5 separate regions of the Sus scrofa genome follow, and all the other regions are linked to region 2. A link is a contact called in public HiChIP or PLAC-seq and promoter capture Hi-C data. All regions are on one chromosome and are shown on one strand. The core of a region is the stretch at or near the end of the contact, and the rest is flanking DNA. Distances in the headings are between cores, read along the strand shown. Region 1 holds the start of EWSR1 (EWS RNA binding protein 1). Region 2 holds the start of MTFP1 (mitochondrial fission process protein 1). Region 3 holds the start of ZMAT5 (zinc finger matrin-type protein 5). Region 4 holds the start of RNF185 (E3 ubiquitin-protein ligase RNF185). Region 5 holds the start of SELENOM (selenoprotein M).

Evidence for each region. Promoter capture Hi-C pulls out the DNA fragments that hold promoters and counts their contacts. HiChIP or PLAC-seq counts read pairs in DNA pulled down with a chosen protein or histone mark.
Region 1: a contact with region 2 is called in an H3K27ac HiChIP or PLAC-seq map of alveolar macrophages. The contact joins the promoter of EWSR1 here to the promoter of MTFP1 in region 2. A contact is called at or near these places in 2 of 2 datasets of contacts at active chromatin or transcription factors (alveolar macrophages and skeletal muscle).
Region 3: a promoter capture Hi-C map of liver shows a contact between it and region 2, with 4 times the contacts expected there. The contact joins the promoter of ZMAT5 here to the promoter of MTFP1 in region 2. A contact is called at or near these places in 1 of 5 promoter capture datasets (liver) and 1 of 2 datasets of contacts at active chromatin or transcription factors (alveolar macrophages).
Region 4: a contact with region 2 is called in an H3K27ac HiChIP or PLAC-seq map of alveolar macrophages. The contact joins the promoter of RNF185 here to the promoter of MTFP1 in region 2. A contact is called at or near these places in 1 of 47 Hi-C or Micro-C datasets (heart right ventricle) and 2 of 2 datasets of contacts at active chromatin or transcription factors (alveolar macrophages and skeletal muscle).
Region 5: a contact with region 2 is called in a promoter capture Hi-C map of fetal liver, with 2.1 times the contacts expected there. The contact joins the promoter of SELENOM here to the promoter of MTFP1 in region 2. A contact is called at or near these places in 1 of 5 promoter capture datasets (fetal liver) and 1 of 2 datasets of contacts at active chromatin or transcription factors (alveolar macrophages).

The regions. Positions count from the first base shown.
Region 1 is chr14:46,407,401-46,410,100 of Sscrofa11.1, forward strand. EWSR1 (EWS RNA binding protein 1) reads left to right here and starts at 1,323. Exons shown (of 17, transcript NM_001252048.1): 1 at 1,323-1,335. The coding sequence starts at 1,323. It overlaps RHBDD3 (rhomboid domain-containing protein 3), which reads right to left. Exons shown (of 7, transcript XM_005657361.2): 1 at 1,455-2,700; 2 at 435-563.
Region 2 is chr14:47,391,170-47,393,869 of Sscrofa11.1, forward strand. MTFP1 (mitochondrial fission process protein 1) reads left to right here and starts at 1,409. Exons shown (of 5, transcript XM_001929262.7): 1 at 1,409-1,673; 2 at 2,437-2,564. The coding sequence starts at 1,607. It also overlaps a transcript of SEC14L2 not described here.
Region 3 is chr14:46,781,790-46,784,489 of Sscrofa11.1, forward strand. It overlaps ZMAT5 (zinc finger matrin-type protein 5), which reads right to left and starts at 1,266. Exons shown (of 6, transcript XM_001929010.5): 1 at 1,130-1,266. It overlaps UQCR10 (ubiquinol-cytochrome c reductase complex 7.2 kDa protein), which reads left to right and starts at 1,551. Exons shown (of 2, transcript NM_001129978.2): 1 at 1,551-1,725. The coding sequence starts at 1,576.
Region 4 is chr14:47,944,942-47,947,641 of Sscrofa11.1, forward strand. It overlaps RNF185 (E3 ubiquitin-protein ligase RNF185), which reads left to right and starts at 1,429. Exons shown (of 7, transcript XM_005670859.3): 1 at 1,429-1,602.
Region 5 is chr14:47,903,935-47,906,634 of Sscrofa11.1, forward strand. SELENOM (selenoprotein M) reads right to left here and starts at 1,416. Exons shown (of 5, transcript NM_001161648.1): 1 at 1,297-1,416; 2 at 48-83. The coding sequence starts at 1,416.

The sequences.
Region 1 (2,700 bases), core at 73-2,572, 980 kb before region 2:
CACCACATGGCCTGTTTTTTTCTAGGCAGAAGGTCTGAACTGGCTGGAGGAGACCTTCTCCTCTTGCTCATGGCCAAGTTCCCCAGGGTGCTCATAGCTTACATATAGCTTGCTTTATGTGTGTTCACTGAAGGAAAGACACTAGCTTGGCTCCAGTTCCCGCCAAAGGATTTGGATAAGCCCTGCCTTTTGATGGGCCTGGGCATCTGTCTAGGGAGACTGGATTTAATACAAGAAGTCAGGCAGGTGCAGCTCTTGCAGGGAGCCAGGGCACCCACTGCAAGCTGCCTCCTGCACGCTCACAACCATCTCTCCCTGGGTACTTTAGCAAGAGTGGGTTTGCCCATGGACAAAAAGAACTGGGATTTGAACGCTCGAGGTCTCAGCCTGTCCATCTATAAAATGGGACGGTGCATCATCACGCCCTGGCCTACCTTACTGGGAAGCCGGGAAGACAGAAATGGAAAGACAAGGACCGGGAAGATTCTTCCGGGTGATGGAAAGTGGGGGTCCCACGGTGTGGCTGGGACTCGGCTTTATATTTTGGGCCTCAGTTTCCCTTTCTGTAAAAACGGGTGTTGGTGGGGGGTGGTGATTAAAGGGCCTCCTTCTCAAACTCGACCGTTACTGGAGGGCCCTCGGGCCGAACACTACGTGCGCGGCCTCCCATCCAGCCCACCCGCCTCGGTCCCCTTGCCCGCAGGCCGGGCCACGTGTCTGGGGTACTCACTGCGGAGCGCGCCCCCCGCCCCCAGAAGGCCGGGTGGGGCCCTCGGCTGGGAGTCGGTGCTCCAGCTTCCCGCCGAAGCCCGAGCGCCCCGAGCCCATTCTACTCGCACTCGGGCGCGTGACCCTGGTCGACCGGTCGGCGCGCCACCCACTCCTCCGCCGCCCGCCGATTAGTCAGCAGTTGTTCTAGGCCCGGGTCCCTTCCCCCAGCCCTCCCGCCGGCCTCCGTTTCCCTCCAAGGCAAACTCTTCAGAGACGGTCCCTAGAGCCAGCGGACGTAACCATTCCAAACAGCCTCGCATCGACCAGAGAATCACTCTGACTTGTTACCAAGATCCGCTCACCGGTCGCTCCCACCCCTGCGGTGCTATTTTGGCCAGCTAGTCACATCCGTTGCTCTTTAGAGAGGTTTAGGACTAGAGCAGCGGGAGCGAAGGACGAGAAAGCTGTGGTTCATCTCTCCTTCCCCTACCCCCGTGGCCTGGCCCGATGGTAGCGCCCGAGGTTGCGGGTTTCGCGCCTGCGCAGTGCGGCGCCTAGAGGGAAAGCGAGAGGGAGACGGACGTTGAGAGAACGAGAAGGAAGGAGAGAAAATGGCGTCCACGGGTGAGTGTGGTGGAGCCGCGGTCGCGCCGGCGGCGGCTGGGACGCCCAAGTTAGGGACCGTTCGTCTCTAGGGGTGACCGGAACGACTGAGTGGATTTGTTGGGAAGGGTGTGAGGTACCCGCCGCGGCCCGAGGAGCTCGACGGCCGCCTTTCTCCTCTCCTCCGCTCCCCTCCCCCCACCGAGCAGGCCGGTTCTGGAACCTTCCGGCACCTCCGGCGCGCGGGGGGCTCGAGGCGGCGGAGGCGCGCTGGGCCAGCCTTGGCCTCCATTGTGTGGCGGCCGTCCGGCCTCGCGCTCTGGGCCGCCCGCCACGTGGGCGGGGCCTGCGGCCTCCGGGGCCCCGCGCGGGGGTGGGGGGAGGGCTCGGCCAGGCCTCGAGCCCCGGAGCCCCGAAGCTCCGAAGCCCCGAAACGGGGGGTGAGAGGGCCGAACGGCGGCTCCGAAAGCTGCAGTTCCGCAGCCCCTCTGACTTTTCCCACCCCAATCTCATTTTCAGAAAGGCAGCCAAAGCCCGAGGGCGACTCTGCCTCGCCGAGAAGCTTGGGCAATAAAAGCATATAAGCTGAAAAGGCTTCACGGATTTGCGAGCCGAGGGGCGCAGACCTATGAAAGGGGGCCCCGTCATCCTTAGAGCCGAGTCGGCTGCGGCGTCCAGTGCCGCCAAGTCGCCCCCTCGGCGGGTTCCAGCGCGAAGCCGAACTTTTTTCTGTCCGACTGTGTTTTAGACGGAGTGTGGGCCCCCCTTCCCCCCGCCCCCACACACCTTACGGCCTCTCAAGTCGGCTCCCTTTTCGGGCTTCGTTTTTTACCATTTATTTTTTTCTCTCCAGAAAGCGGTTATGTGGCTTCCTAGGGCCGTGTTTCAGCAAACGCCGAGGGAGATCTGTTGTGTAATAAGGCCAACTCGGATCGTGAGGCCAGAAATCTCCACTGAAAGAAATTTCTGGCCTCTGACTTAGGAGAAACAAAAGGCCTGGGTGGGAGTGTGCATTATGCTTAAGTAATCGTTCTGCATGTTATTTTGCCCAGGTTAGGCCGGGGGGCTTGTTTATTTCGCTGACTAGAGAGGAAGGAGGCGCGTACTGGAAGAAAACCTGGGGTGGGAGCTCGCTCGAATACGATGACTGGGGTGGTCCTTGCACGGGGTGTTTAACACTCTAGACTGGACCTGCAGTTTGCAGCAGGTTCTTGCGGTTATTGGTAGGGTGGGGCATTTTTGCCCCTCCTGACTCTAGGCCTTTGAGGCAGTTGCAAAAGACAAGAAGGAAATGGGAAAAAGCCCTGGGTCCTTCAGAGTTTCAATTTGAAAAGGGTCCGGAATCCAGCCAGCGAAGGAACGTTTAAGAACTCTCCCCAGTTGTGT
Region 2 (2,700 bases), core at 159-2,658:
GAGAGGTCTGGCGAAGCAGATGGAGGAGGAAGGGGCAAGGCTGGCGCTGACAGGATGGCCCGAGGCCGCGCGGGAGCCCCAGTCAGACTCTTCAGGACATCCTGACCTTGGTTTACAACGCTCTGTTAGGAAAATTAACCCAATGAATAAAGCAATGTTCAGTGCACGGGGAGTAGCAGTCAGTGACCTCCGCCTCGCTCTTCGCGGTCCCTCAGTCAAACCTCCACTTTAGGAGCCCAGCGTTTACCCGCTACTAAGCGGGGCGCATGTGCAAAAACAGCCCGCTGCTTAAGCGCTTTCTCACGGCGCCGGGATGGCCAGCTTGCCTCCTGATTGGCCCAGGCCGCATCTTCCGCCATTTTTGCTGAGGGCACTAAGTGTACTCCTGACTTCCTTTACCGTCAGAGCGGAGGCTCCGCCCCACTCGGGCTTCTCAGGGCAAGCTAACAAGTGCGGGTTTGGCGAGTCCTTGCAGCGCTTGCGGCAGGCCCGGAGTGGGAGGTTGGCTGAGAAGCAACGGTCACGTGGTGTTAGGGACCGTCTCCCAATTCCGCGCGTGCACTGCCAGTATTTCCGGGGCTAGGGATCAGCTTGGGCTCCGAAACAAGCTTCCTGCCAGATCACCAATGAACTGGCTGCCTTATAAGATCCCACCAAAATAGAGACGCCTGAAAACAGGGCCCACAATAGGGAGTCTAGGATATTTATTTGATGATGAGCGCCTCCTGGATACACTGCATCAGCCCTGTGCTTACTGTTTTGGGTTATTGCAAAGACTCAAGGAAACTACAGCCAGAGCGCTTAGTGTACGCTCAGTATGTATTAGCTACTCATTTTTTTACAGACGTGGCTGACAGTTAATAGGCGGCACAACTGGAATTTGAACCCAGGACTGCCTGTCTTTAAAAGCTGTGTCTTTGTTTGCTGATACCCCAAAGGATTCAGAGTTTCACTCGGGTTCTCAACATACACTCCCTCAGTCTCATTTACTGAGCTTACCTTAAGAGCATGGGAACTAGAGCCTCACAGCCTGGAATCAAATGTCGGCTTCACTACTCAGCAGTCGTAGGACCCGGGAAAGTGACCAATTATTTCTATCTCTATTCCTCATCTGTAAAAGGAGGGTGGGGTTTATGCCTGGCTGAGGGGAGGGTTTAAAGAAGTAAGCCATCTGGAGTCTTTAGCCAACAGTCTGGCTGGCACTAAACTCGATAAATGATGAGTGTAATTCATCCTCGAAACTGCCCCAGGAGTAAACCCATCCTGTTTCCTATCTAACAAATAAAGTGACGTGCAGAGAAGTACAGACTCTTGCTCGAGGTCACACAGCTATGAAGCGTAGCATCCGGTATTTGAACCTGCGTCTCTTTGGCTCCAACACTACAGTCAGTGCTGAGAGAGGATCGCGCAACCGTTCAACCCCAGAGAAAACGTGATGAAAATTAATCTGTAAAACCCAAGCTTGGGAGGGGGGCGCCAGTGCGCGAGGGAATTTGCAGACGCTCCCTGCTGGTGGGGACCGCACGACCTGTCCTTCAGTCTGGGACCTTAAGCCGGTCCCGCAGCCGCAGACAGGAGCGCTAGTGGAAGCCGAGGCGGAAGCGTCATGTCTGAGCCGCCCCCGCGGGGGGCCGAGCGCGACCTTTTCCGGGACACGTGGGTGCGGTACTTGGGTGAGCACGGGGCAAGGGGCACGGCGACCCCCACACCACGTGGCTGGGAAGCAGGGGTTCCCAGACGCCGGTCAGGGACATGGCGAACGTGGGAGGGCTGTAGTTCTCATTCAGCCGGGGCAGAGACTGGGCTCAGAGAGGGTTCTGGACTGGCTCAAGATCACACAGCTTGGCCTGTCCAGCCCGGCCCTCACGGTCTCTGCTGGTCTGTCTCCCAGGTGGAAGCTGCAGCCCAAGTAGGTGGATGGGGATGAGTGGGCTGCCCCCTGTGGAATGACTGGACACTGGCTGTAGTCAGGGCACTTGAACTCTCATCTTGGATCAGTCGCTCTGACTAAGCTTGTTTCTTCCTCAGCAAAAAGGGATGAGCACAAGGTCTCTCTCATTGGGTGGTAGTTGTGAGGGTACAATGAGATAAGGTACAGAAAGGCCTGGCACTTAGCGAGTTCCCCGTCAGAGGGGCTGCCTTTAGTCTCTCTCACTGCCTGTCCCCCCAGCCAGCTCACATGCTTCTAGAACCCAGACTATTAAGGCAAGTAGGCTGTGAGAATGGAGACAGTACTCAGCTCTCCCATAAGGAAAGAGTCCAGGTGAGCATCATGGGTGTCATTTTACAGGTGGGGAAACACTCACAGGAGTAAAGTCACTTTGTCTAAGGTCATCCAGCTACTGCTTAGCAGGCTGAGATAAGAACCATCTCCCTCTAGTGCCCTCTTGTGGAACAACCCAACCGCTCAGGAATTAAATATTCCTCCACCACCAGGCTATGCCAATGAGGTAGGGGAGGCCTTCCGCTCCTTGGTGCCAACAGCTGTTGTGTGGCTGAGCTATGGTGTGTCCAGCTCCTATGTGCTGGCTGATGCCATTGACAAAGGCAAGAAGGCAAGAGATGTAAGTGTTAACCTGCCCCTCAACCCCCACCCCAGTCCACTCCCCTTGTGGTCAGTCTACAGCCTTGCATATGGTTAAGTCCCTTGTGGCACAGTCGAGTCCCCACAGCCTGGCCTGGTGCATTCCACACCACAGT
Region 3 (2,700 bases), core at 16-2,515, 610 kb before region 2:
ATGGTATGGACCACAGCTGAAGCTCTGATTCAACACCTAATCCGGGAATTTCCATATGCTGCAAATATGGCCAAAAAAGAAAGAAAAACAAACAAAACTTAGATGTCATCTTCAATTCCTCTTTCCTTTATACTTTATATGCATCTGTCAGCTTGTTCTGTTTGTCCCACCTCCCAAATACATCCCAAACCCATCATTACTCTAACTCACACCCTAATCTAAATTACCACCCTGCCTCCACTGACCCCTCACAGTAGCTCCTCCTTTTCAGTCAGTTCTCCAGAGAGCAGCCAGAAATGATGACCGCTGCTACTGTTACGTAAATTAGGTTGCCTCACATCCCAGCTTAAAACCCTTCAGTGGCTTCCGCGTGCAATTTAGAAAAAAAAACGACCCTTCACCACGGGTTAGAAGACCAGATATGACCTGACCCGAGCCTATTTCATAGTCCACTCAAATTGTTTCCTTCAAACACCTCAGGACCGCAGCAGCCTCAAGGCCTTGCACGACGTTTTCCTGTTCGAATAGCTATATCCATTTGGGTTTAGGGTTAAGTGTCACCTTGGGGAACCTTAGCTAAAATATTACCACAACCACCCCCTCCCCAATCAACCTTTTTTCTGCTCTTCAAAGCGTTACCTGTCATTATCGCACCTCCCACACACTGTAAAATGGGTGCTCCCCAAAAGCTGGGACGTATTCCCCGCTGGGTCTCCAGCTCATGGCCCAGCGCTCAGAAAACAATTGCTGGACGTCCTTAGTGCTCCAAAGTCCTGCTATTTCCATTCCCAAGAGAGAATGAATGGATCTAGGTCTCCCGCCTTCCAGGCCAGGGGTGTCTGCAGCGAAACCCAGGGATGAGGGGAAACGGAAGCATGGGCAGAATGGCCTCTTCCCCAGAGGCCCGGCAAAGGCTGACTGTTGCCACAGGCTTCAACTATAGCCCTGGACTTGGGGCTGCCGGAGGAGATAGGAGGAGGGACAAGCTTGGGACTGGGATTTCAGGCCTTGCCCCTATATCCACTGCGACCCGCCGCGGGGCTCGCGGACTTAAACGTAAGAGCTCAAGTTCTTCCGTATTGGGAGGAAGACTAGAACTCGCCACTCGACGTCCCGCCAAAAAAAGTACCTGGCTCCGCGGCGCCCGACGGCTCTCAACTCCTCCTCCTGCGCCTTGGTTCAGCGAACTGCTTGCTGGGATTCGTAGTCCTTCCTGGAGTATCAGCCCGCCCTTCCCAGAAACCTTTGAGAATCAAAGCAAAGACAGCGTAGGAGGAGGTGAAGGAAGCGCGAGGGCTTCTGGGCGTTGTAGTTTTAAAAAAAATTCAATCAGCAAGAAATGATTGAGGAGAAAAACTGGGTAATACATTTTACCAAAACGACTTGGGCTGTCGTGGTATGAATTTTAGGAGATTTTAATAGCTCACAAGCCATCAGTTACTTCAATGGTGCAAAACGACGAGCACTCAAGTTCAAAAGAACTACAAATCCCATAAAGCGTTACACGTTGAGGACCTTTGTGGAAAGGTCGGTCGAAGCGCAGGCGCGGTGGTGCTAGTTCTGCAGCGGACAAACATGGCTGCCCCGACGTTGACTGCGAGGTTGTACTCCCTGTTGTTTCGCAGGACCTCTACCTTCGCCCTCACGATCGCCGTGGGCGCTCTATTCTTCGAGCGCGCCTTCGATCAAGGCGCGGACGCGATCTACGAACACATCAACCAGGGGGTGAGGGCCTGGGCCATCCCTGACCTTGGGTTCCTTCGAGGGGTGACAGTGGGAGTGGAGGTGGGACGGGACTCAGTCGACCTTTACAAGGAGGGGGTAAACCCTGGGCGTCTTGTGTCTGTAGACTGCCGTCTGTGCGTTACCCCCGGTGTGAATCCTAAAAAGTTAAACGAGGTCAATAGGTCCCACTATGCGGGGGTTCTAAGTATTGCTGCCTGCCACGCCACAAACCCGTTTCTCCATTTGCAGAAGCCTAAACTAAAACCAGGTGAGAGCAAAAGACTTGCTAGGGTCACACCACTAGGAAATCAGTGGCGAGTCAAGGTTGGACCCCGGCCCCTCTGTCTCATCTGGGGGTCACAAGGGCAAATTTGATTAGGCACCTGTCCTGAAAAGGACATCTCCTTAGACACTATGGGTGGCCATTTAGGTAGCATTTTTTGGTTCCAAAGTCTTTCCATGATGGCAGCGGTGGTATTAATAATGGTTAATAACTCTTAATCATTGAGTAGGGTGGGGTGGGTATGAAATCAGAGAATCTTGGGTGGGAATACTGGGCCTTATCACTTAACTGTGGCATTAGGTTGGGCAAGCTCTCACTTTTATCTATGAAATAGAGATGATAATAATAGTAACTGTCTCAGGGAGGTTTGTTTTTTGTTTTGTTTTTGTTTTTTTGTTTTTTGCTTTTTTAGGGCTGCACCCGAAGCTAGGGGTCCAATTGGAGCTGTAGCTGCTGGCCTACATCACAGTTCACTGCAATGCCAGATCCTTAACCCATTGAGGGAGGCCAGGGATTGAAGCTTCGTCCTCATGGATTCTAGTCAGATTCATTAACCACTGAGCCATGATGGAAACTCCTTTCGGGGACTTATTGTGAGCATTATTTGAGATTTAGGCAAAGTGCCACAGTACCTAGTAGGTGGTACCAACTCAAAAAATAGCATTTGTTATATTCCTCAGGAGGAAGTGGAA
Region 4 (2,700 bases), core at 179-2,678, 550 kb after region 2:
ACAGTGAGAACTCCATGCTCCCAATTTTCATATACATGTATTTTTTTCTGACTCATTTGAAATTAAAAAAGAAATTAAGTTAGAGATATTGTGTCTGTTTTTTTGGTAATTTTTATTTAAAAAGTTTATGGCCAGGGATTGAACCTGAGCCACAGCTGTGACTTACGCTGCAGCCGTAGCAACACCAGATCCTTAACCCACTGTACTGGGCCGGGAATTGAACCTGCGTCTCAGGGCTCCCAAGATGCTGCCGATCCCATTGTGCCACAGCAGGAACTCCCTAGAGACATTGTGTTACCCCTAAATACTTCAGTGAATATTTCCTAAGAACAAGGAAGTACTCTTACCATAACCACAATACAATGATCAAATGTAGAAATTTTAACATTGATACAATATGTAGTCACAGCTAAACCATGATCCAAATTCCAATTTTGTCTTTTGTCCCAATATTGTCCATTAAACCTATTCTGCCTCTCCTTATGCTAGTCCAGGATCCAATTTACAATCATATATCTCATTTTGTTGTCATGCCTCTTTAATCTCCTTTAAACCAGAACAGTTCCTCAGTCTTTCTCTGTTTTTTTCATGATGCTGACAATTATTTTGTATACTGTTCTCCATCTGGACTATGTCATGCTTCCTCATGAAACAAAACATGGGTTACTCATTTTTTTTGGCTGCACCCTACAACTTGTGGAAGTTCCTGGACCAAGATGGAACCTGAGTCAGAGAATCGACCCAAGCTGCTGCAGTGACAATACTGGATCCTTAACCTGCTGTACCACAAGGGAATTCTGAGTTATGCATTTTTGTCTAAAATACCACAGGAGAGATGCTGTCTCTTTCTCAGTGCATCTTACTAAGAGGCACATGCTCTTTACTTGATCTACAACTGGTGATATTAACTTACTGTTCTGTGAGATTATATGTAAAACTACTATTTTCCCTTTGTAATCAAAAAGGAATTTATAGGAGACATTTTGCTGTGTAAATATTCTCTTCCTCTAGTTTTACCATCCATTATTGATTTTCTAACTCCATCATATTTGTTATTTTGCTTCTACTAAAAGGCATAATTTCCCCTTCTCCCCCATTTATTCAATCACTTTTATACCAGTAAAGACTCATGGGTTACCATTTTATTCAATTAGTTAAATCTGTTACTATCAAGTATTTTGATTCTCAAATTGCGACGATTTGGCCATGGGATCTCTTTCAAGTTAGCTCCTGTATCCTCTGACGTATTCTCATCATCCTTACATTCTGGTGCAACAAAACTGTTTGAAACTTGTCTGTACTTTCCCTACACAGACCTAGGCTTTCTGAAAAGCTGGCAAGTGACCCCTACGCTTTTCTGCTTCCTGCCGGCAGGCGGAACCTTAGAGTCCAGGATCTGGGCGGGAGAACAGCGCAGCGGACCAACCTTTTCCGGTTGTGGACGGAAGTCCCTTGGAAAGCTGCGGCTCTGCGTCAGCTGACCAGAGTCCGCGTAGGAGGGACCCGAGGTCCGGCGGGACGGACTATCCCAGCGGAGAGACTGGCTGGGCGGCCGACGGAAGGACAAACTGGAGTGGCCTCGGCGGTGTTAGCTGAGCAGAGGCAGGTACTTGAGAGGCTGGGTTGGCAGCTAGGGGCCGTCCAGGTTGAGGGACGCGGGCGAGGGACCGGGTTCCGCCTTCACCAGGCCCATGGGCGGCAACACCTGAGCCCAGGAACGCAGAGGCAACAAGCTGGCTCTGTTCCGGGCCCTCCGCCCCAGGGGAAGGTCAGGCTTGTGTTGTGGTCTTTCGTCCAGTGATTACAATTTGGGGAATCTAAGGCTCCAAGAAGAGGAAAGGCTGCCAGAAGCTCTCCTAACTTCGAGAACTCAGGGACTCTCTCTAACTCTCTGACTCCCATTCGAGGCCGCCTCTTTCTTGTAAAGGTGCTTTTAATGAGTTTGTCCCCAGTGGAGAGGCCGAGGCCGGTAAGCGGGATGAATAGAGTTGGGCTTGGGAGAAAGAGACCCAGGTTTGAGGCTTCACCACTGACATACATTTGTGTGACTGGGTCTTTACCTGTGCCAGGTCTCAGTTTCTTTTCTAAAACAGGGCCCTGTTTCTCTAAATATGGTTCCCACAGCCTCTGGAGTGCATACTCTACAATGCAGGACTCTTGAGACCTCTTATTTAGAATTTGGGTCCGAACTGGGGAAACTATAGTTTGAATGTTTGCTTTGGGGGACCTGTGCATACTGATGTTTGAAGCCCACTGATTTTTTTTTCTTTTTTAACTAGGATATAGTTGACTTACACAGTTGTGCTAATTTCAGGCATACAGCACAGTAAATCGTTATACATATACCCATTCCTTTTCAGATTCTTTTCCCATATAGGTCATTACACAATATTGAGTAAATTTTCCTGTGCTGTGCAGTAGGTCGTGTTACCCATCTATTTTATATATAGGAGTGTGTATGTATCAATCCCAGCCCCCTAATTCATCCCTCCTCTCCCCATGTTTCCCCTTTGTTAACATAAATTTGGTTTCAAAATCTTTGTGAAGCCCACTGATCTTAAGTGCTTTCCTTCTGTGAGTACTAGATATCTAGTCTTTGCTCTGAGGCAGCTGGAACTTGTTCAGGATCTTGGGGGGGGGGGGAAGGAGGAGGGAAACAGACCAGAAAAGACAGCAGTGGAATGGACCAGACATTATAAT
Region 5 (2,700 bases), core at 166-2,665, 510 kb after region 2:
TTCCCACCCCCCAGGAGGCTCACTGGGACTCCTTCCTCCAAACTCACCTCTTTGAGGCGATTCAGCTGTCATCCCCCACAGGTCTGCAGGGGGAACAAAATGGGATAGATCAGGAGCCCTCACATCTACACGCAACCCTAATTTTACCCTCATCCCCCAGCTCAGCTTTGGGTTGGGCTATGGATTACTCCCTGAATAGCAGTTCCAAGGTGTGGAGATGAGGCCTCTTGTGGGCAGAAGGGAGAACTCCGTACAGATGGGGAAGCTGAGACGTAATGACACCAGAGGAAAAAGGAGTAAGGCCAGAGACCCGAAGAGCACTTAGCAGCAGACTTAGGGCTCTTGCCTGTACATCTTACTGACTGCTGACCCACTCCTGATGCCCAAGAGAAATGAGCACCCTTTTCCCCTCAGGCAGTAGAGAACTGGGTCTTTAGCCCCTAGAACCTCTGGGTGGAGGCAGACCAGAAGGAAACAGCTCTGTCCTGGGGGCCTCATTAGAGACACCTGCCATCTGCTCCTTACCTCACCCCATGAGGAGCTGGCCCTCCGTCGCCTGCGGCCCAGCCCTACAGACCATCTGGTCTCTTCCCCAATAAGGGGGGAGGGGTGGACCCCTCCCTGTACTCCCTGATGTGGAGCTTCCTTCTAGCAGGAGTCCATACCGCAGGGCTACCTATTCTAGTCCTCCCTCCTCCTCCCCATCTTTTTTCAGAGAGAAAACTAAGGCCTAGAGAGGGTCTGTGATGATCCACGTCACACAACCCAACAGGGACTTTGGCAGGAGAGGGTGGGGGAACACTTCACAGTAAGTGTTTAAAGGAAATTCCCAGCCTCCTTTCCTGGGTTTTGCATGGGGGGCGGAGTGGGAATGGGGGCTTAGGCTCCCATAAGGTCTTCCCTCCCCCAGGCAAAGGGAGAGAGACCAACCGGAACTGGAGTGGGGATGAATTCCAGGAAAAAGAGGAGTGATGGGGGATGGGAAATTGGACTCGTCTGGGAGTCATAGGGCCAGAGAAGTTAGGGGACAGGTCCAATGTGTCTGGGGCCCATGTCAGGCCTGATGGGGAACTAAGGAGGGGTTCAGATTTCCAGGCCACAAGATCAGGGGTGTTCCAGGCTTCCATGAATGGTGCTGGGGGGTTCTAAGGCTGGGAAGCGGGAGCGACAGTCCCGGGCGCCGAGGAAGACGTGGGAGTCGGGAGGGTCCTGGGGCCAGAAGAGTTAGCGATTCCAACGCTGAGGACCCGCAAGGTTGGGGGCGGTGATTTCTGGGCTGGGGGCCGGAGCACTCACCTCTACCCGGGCTCGGGCCAGGCCTTGTAGACGGTTCCAGTCGGGCCGGAAGGTGGTGGTGGCTGCCGCGAGTGCCGCGAGGAGCAGCAGCAGGGGCAGCGAAAGCGGCGGGAGGTGCATTGAAAGCCGGCCGGAGGTGATCCGAAAACTAGAGGTGAACCGCCCGGCCACAGCGCCACGTCTGGGCCCTCGGGCTGGCCGGGTCCCCGCTGGAGGTCCCGCCCCGCTAGGGACCACGCCCCCAGCTCTCGGTCTCCGCCCCAGGGCCTGCACAGCGGCCGCCTGGGCGCTGCCGGCAGGGTTTGAGCTCCTCGGCCCTTTGCTTTCCCAGTCCCAAGAGTGTCCACCCTCCCTCTGCTGACCGAGAGCGTGGACTCTCCAACAGGATGGGGCCAGGCAATGCCCCCTCACGCCGGCAGGGGGCGCGGGCGAGATGCGGATAGAGACCGAGTTTCTGGGCCAGACACTCGACTTGAAGATGGGGAAACTGAGGCCTGGGGAATCCTCATCTTTGTCTTTTATTTCTCTGGATGAAATTCCGATCTACGTTTCCATTCCCTGGAGCACACGTTGCGGCAATGGAATATTACGCCGTACACTAGGGACTGGGAGAATAAAAGGGTTAATACACATTAGAAAACTCTTTAGAATAATGCCTGTCACAGTGCCTCAAAGAGGCCCTAGGAACTCTGTTTTACAAGTGAGGAAACAAACTTAGAAAGGTAAAACGACTAAGTAGTGGTTCTAGGATTTGAACCTCAAACATTCCTGTGTTCACCAAGCCCAAGATGACTAGGTCAGGGTGCTGCTTCCCTCTTCAAGCCTAAGACAGACACAGAACACTGATTGCAATGCTCTTTCTTTCTTTCTTTCTTTCTCAATGAATTTATCACACCTGCAGTTTTTTTTTTGTTTGTTTGTTTGTTTGTTTGTTTGCCATTTTTGGGGCCTCTCCCACAGTATATGGAGGTTCCCAGGCTAGGGGTCCAATCGGAGCTGTAGCCACCAGCCTACGCCAGAGCCACAGCAACTCGGGATCCGAGCCACGTCTGCAACCTACACCACAGCTCACAGCAACGCCAGATCCTTAACCCACTGAGCAAGGCCAGGGATCAAATCCGCAACCCCATGGTTCCTAGTCGGATTCGTTAACCACTGAGCAACAATGGGAACTCCTATCACACCTGTAGTTGTACAATGATCATCACAATTGCAATGCTCTTTCCCACTGAAACTAGCACTCATAATCCTTCTTAAGATCAGACCAAGGCTGCATCATGACGTTCATGGACCCTAGGCAGTTTTACCTTCCTGAGCCCCGTCCTCTACTTAAAAACAACACATGCACACAAAACTACTACAACCAACAAAAGACCACATATTAAAAATCTGCAGTTTATAGCC